Linked DNA regions of Arachis hypogaea: region 1 is linked to region 2. The links are chromatin contacts, called in public Hi-C maps. All regions are on one chromosome and are shown on one strand. The core of a region is the stretch at or near the end of the contact, and the rest is flanking DNA. Distances in the headings are between cores, read along the strand shown. Region 1 holds the start of LOC112696483. Region 2 holds the start of LOC112696482 (probable LRR receptor-like serine/threonine-protein kinase At1g67720).

Region 1 (2,762 bases), core at 228-2,727, 150 kb after region 2:
GCGTCCGATTTTCAACTTTAATTATTTTCCTAAATTTTTCTACTGTTTTTATCGCAACGCAGTATCAGACAGATTTAAGACGATACTGCCGGCTAATTTACCGGTACGCATTTTTACGCAATTTTACGCAAAAAATTACATTTTCCCACTAAAAAAATCACTAAATTCAATTTTCACCTCTAAATTTTCGATCGATTTTCGGATAATTTATTTATTATTATTTTACGTTAATTATTTTTGGTTCTTAAGGTTAGCTCCTAAGTCCATTAAACCATAGTAATCCACAATAATCCTAGATATTTAACCCAGCAACATGAATCTAAACAAGAGTATAACCAAAGGTTTTTTTATTTGGTTAAAAAGATGCAGTCCATGACTTAATCGCAATATAGTACCTCCCAATCATTCAAGGACCTCATGCCAAAACTATATCCCAATCTTCTGTCAGATCACATTTTATTAGGAAATAGCCGAATATAGCTTTCTTAATATTATAACCACCCTTCAGTCGCCAGATGTTTCTTAACCGATGCACTAAAGCAGTATAACTAAAGTATTTGGTAAGAACTTTGATGACAATAGACTTAAAATAGGATTCTGATAGTACTTTTTCACCCTCATCTGTGAACATGATGATAGGTGTATTTGGTTGTCTTGCTCACTACAAAAAAAATCTCTATCTAAAAAATCATCTATAATTAAAGGCTTAGGTTGTGTTTCTCCTACAACCTTTTCCATTGACAGATTTTTCAATGAGATTTTTTTATGTTCTCATATTTCAAACTTAATAATCTTGATTGATGGACTAAAATACTTACCACTTTAGCCCACACACTCTTCATACACTTACCAAAATTTCTTTTGGTTGTATTTGGTAGGATTTAAACCCAAAACTTTTGAGATGGAGAGAAAGAGATATGCAATGTGAGCTACAAATTGATGGGCATCAGTACCTTTTTTCTTGTGTCATGGCAGTACCTTTAATAGATGGATGAGAAAAATGAAGAGAGTTGAATACAAACAATCAAGCCCAATTGTGCTGGTCCAATTATGTATCCAAAAAGGGTTAAAAACACATTTGGAGAGAGAAAAATAAAGGAGAGAAGGGAGGGGCATAGCCTAAAGAAAGGAACTAAATAACTTTATGCTATATCCGTCTATGATTTGTCAACCTAATCCTAAAAGAATGACAGCCATTAACCATTTGTTATAGATTGATTCAAATATTCATTGTACTATGTAACAATGGTTCATCGGTTTTGATGGAGGATTGAAGATATAGTGGAAGTATTCAAACTCTTATCATTAGTAGAGCAACTAAGTTGGACAATACAGACTATCTTATAAATTATAATTAAGAAGAAATGAATTTATTTTATTTTTTTTAAAAATATGATTTGGTTAATTAAATATTTTTATATAATAAAAATTAAAAAAAATGTGAATGGATAATTAAAAGATTGGAAGAAGAAAAAAAGGGCCAGGCATAAATAAAATGAGAGTTGTATTGAAGAAAGCTCGGAATTTGAGCGAGTCACCTCAGCAGTCACCACGTACACCAAAGCCATCCTATTCCCATTCCCATTCCCATTCCCATTCTTTCCCCTTTCTCTCTCTATTCTCTATCTCTGATTCCATGTTTCGCATTATCCTCCTCTTCCGCTTCTAGCACCTTCCTCTGCCTCTTCTTCATCACTATCTTCATCACTATCTTCATCTTCCTCTTCACCGCTCCGTAAGTTCACTTAACCTCTCTCTCTCTCTCTCTCAAACTTATTACTTTTACTTCCTCATTCTTTACTCTTCCACCATTCCCTTGTTCATCCCTTCCATTCCCTTCCCCCTAGGTTAGGGTTTTTCATTTTTTTCTCTCTCTAGCAAATTTCCAAAATCGATAAAATACGGTGCGCTAAATTTATCAGTAGCGATTTCCTTTGATTCTAAGTGTTTCTGAAAAAAATGTTATGCTGAATGTTGATTATTACGGCGCATAAGCGAAGGGGAAAAAAAGTAAAATGTAGAAAGCATGCATTTAGAACGCTTTTTCTTTTCTCATTTCTCCGTTCACTGTAGTGATTGGCAGGGACAGTGCCGCTAGAATTAACTGAGAAAAAGGAAGTGATAACAATGATCATTTCACTTGCCGGAATACCTAGCAGTAGCACTCATTGTCGCAAACCTAAACCCTCAATTTTTCTTGTTTCATCTTATCAGCAAGTATGTGTGTCTAATTTTACGCTTTGCTCACTTGCAATTGTGTACCTAACCAGATGGAAATTAAACCTGTGATTATACGGCGTGTTAATAATAATAACAATAGATAATAATAATAATTTTTATTATTATTATTGGGCACTTCTTTGTGGTGACCTGTCTAAATATTTGGCTATATTTTAATAGAACGGGGATACGTAAGATATAAGGCGGTGTTCCCTTTTTCTTTTTAATGTAATTGATAGTTGATTTTCTCTTGTTAACATTGCTCGGTACATGTGGAGTGTGGACCATTTTTTCTTTCCCCCGCGTTTTAATTGATGATTATCAACTTATATTTTGAAATTTTATTTTGTGATTGTGCTGAGGACTTCAATGGCCTTCTGAATGTTATAGCAGTAGAAATTTGCGCAATATATATTAATTCTAGATGTTTTTGCCTTGGAGCTGAGGTTTATTTATTTTATTTTATTTTTTATTTTTAATTTTATAATTATTTTATTATAGTTAAATTCCCTGGATCAATCATGTGTGACAAAGGGGGGAAA
Region 2 (2,700 bases), core at 175-2,674:
TATCATACATACACATATGAATAAAAATATTGTTAGCAGATAATTTATAAAAGAACAGACTATGAAGCAATATATGGAATGGACTAAGGTTAGGACAATTACCTGATTGGAGCATCACTTTCTGCTCCAAAATTTATCCGTGCAGAGACACTGAGGTAAAATTGTTCCTCATATTGTGTATAATAAACGGAACCATTGAATTGCCGGAGCTCAAGTGTAGATATGAACGGCTGCCCTGTTGTGGCGTTCGATAAACACACACTCACAGCAGAACTTGAAGCCAAAAATATAAGCTCTCTCATTTCTATAAGGTTAGCATCTGATATAACAATGGTAGACCAATGTGTAGCCCCAATAGAAATGTCAAATTTAGGATAAACATTGTTATTATCAAAGTTCCCATACAGGAATGCGGCCCTCAGTAGGTACCTTGTCCTGCTCACAACATCAAGTGTGTAGCAGTATTTCTTGGTATCAGCAGGGAAGTGTCTAAGCGTGGTGTACTGCCGCCGCGTCTCGTTTGCAACTGATATGGTGCTTACTTCTCCATAAGGAAGCTTATCATCAGGGCTCCATTTAAGACCAATCTCATCAGTGAAATTTTCTGAACCTCCACAGTCCAAACTTACAAAACCTGCTTAGGATGAAATATTTTGTCACCGAATAATAGCCTAGATGGACGAAATGGCAATTATAAATCCAATTCCAAGCTCTAATAATTAATGAACACTTAAAAAATGTAAGTATAATCTCTCAAACTCACCAACACTCATAATAATAATAATAAGGAGAGAATTTCTAATATTTCAAAACATATTCATTTCATTTTTGGAACACACATAATACACAAAAAACAACAAAACAAATCGCATAGTATTTTTTAAAATTCACAACATTAATTGTTATTAAGTAGTATTGTAAAAAGCTTATAAAAAAAATTCACAGAATCTGAATCAAAAGCAGAGGTTAGATCTCAAATCTTCAGTCCCATGCTGAACAAAATCTTAGCTCACATGATAGACATGGAATAGAAGAAGATTAAGTAGCGCTATTAAGCTTTAACTAAACAATAACACGAAGCATCGGTAGCTGATTCAGCTGAAGAAGCTTATGGAAAGAAGAGAAAGCGAAGAGATCATAAAAAAAGAAGAAAGAAACATATACCTTGCATCTGAGCGGAAGAGGAGGAAAGCGGGAGAAGTAGAAGTGAGAGAGAGAAGAGGAAGAGCGCTCCGTTCTCCTCCATTGTTATAAATAACTGAAGCTTTGGTGTGAGAACTGAGATAGAGAGAAGCATAAAAATTGCGGAACCCGACGGAGTAAGCTCACTGCTCACATTCTCACTCGGTTAGAGTCTCAGTAGTAGCCTGTAGCAGAACCAGACCGTGCCAGAATAGAATGTTCGTATCTCGAATCTGCTCTATAAATAATGGAAGGAATGTCCTTACTACTACAAAACAAACAAAAGATACGTTGTTTAATATTTTACAAATTTGAATATTTTATTCTATTAAAATAGTATTAATTATTTACTTTCCTAGTCTCCGTCTCGTAATAACTCACCAAAAATTACATCAACTACAACTAATAATATGACTTCAATCTTAATTTAATATTTCTTTTTTTCTTTTTTTTTTTTTTACCGGTAGTTTAATATTAATATTTGATATAGTGTCACTTTTTTCAGAGCACTACTGTGTTATACAGTAGGTAGTGGTGCTTTGGTGGTGGGTATTGGCACTTATCAGACTAAAGTAGAGAGGCTGCAACTTTTGAAGTTTTGAGAGTTGACGGGCGTTTTGGTAGTGCGTGCGTGGGGCCCACACAAAGTCAAGTTTGTGCCCCTACGGCCCTATCTGCCGTGTACTGAAATTATTTTCTCTGCGAATAATACGAATACGTTCCGAAATCAGAAATTATTTTTCATATGTACTATAAATTGGTGTATTTGCTCAATATTAAAAAAAGAGGTGTTTTGTGTTGTTCTAGGTGTTAGGTTCAATATACGAGAAGACGTGGTGACGGACAGATTCGTTAGAAGCGTGGCAGTTTTTCAGCAATACATAGAAAAACGTGGTAATATGACCAACAGGTACGGATGGCAATACGTAAAGGGTGTGTTGTCTCTGAATTTTAAAAGTATTATAGGTTTTCGCTCGTTTCTGAAAAATTTACAGTAACACAGGAGACATATTGTAGGTTGTTTGCATGTAGGGAATAGTCTCCCATTCTTATAACCAGCGACTCTTATTGAAGCTTTATAAATTGAGTTTATTGGTAGAATGCATCATGTGAAGTGTGTGTATCATACAATATAAAATGTGTTATACTGAGAAAGAAAAAGAAGATAGACCGAAGAAGAGAGGTAAAATAAAAAGTTAACTGTGTGTTGTGATGTGAAGAGTATGTGTTATACTGAGAATTAAGATTTAGGTGTGTCAGGGTTCGAATTCTGTTTTGTACATAAAACAATCCATTGGCTAGCGACAAACTCTTAAATAGAGTTCAGTAGTGCAGCGGATTAATCCTTACCTTGCCAGGCTGGGCGATACCGTAAAAAAAAATGGTACGTAATTATACAACACCCGAAAAATATATCACCAATTATTTGGATAATCCAATCTATGTAAGTTGATAAATTTTATTATTTTATGTATTTAAATTAAAATCTTTTGAATTTTTGTTGTTGTTAGCATTACA

The links. A called contact is a pair of places that touch in the nucleus more often than the background predicts.
Region 1: a Hi-C map of leaf shows a contact between it and region 2, with 4 times the contacts expected there. The contact joins the promoter of LOC112696483 here to the promoter of LOC112696482 in region 2. A contact is called at or near these places in 2 of 8 Hi-C or Micro-C datasets (both in leaf).

What each region holds. Positions count from the first base shown.
Region 1 is chr6:24,496,232-24,498,993 of arahy.Tifrunner.gnm2.J5K5, forward strand. LOC112696483 reads left to right here and starts at 1,478. Exons shown (of 16, transcript XM_025749278.3): 1 at 1,478-1,735; 2 at 2,074-2,217; 3 at 2,722-2,762. The coding sequence starts at 2,742.
Region 2 is chr6:24,348,319-24,351,018 of arahy.Tifrunner.gnm2.J5K5, forward strand. LOC112696482 (probable LRR receptor-like serine/threonine-protein kinase At1g67720) reads right to left here and starts at 1,425. Exons shown (of 15, transcript XM_025749276.3): 1 at 1,165-1,425; 2 at 103-634. The coding sequence starts at 1,297.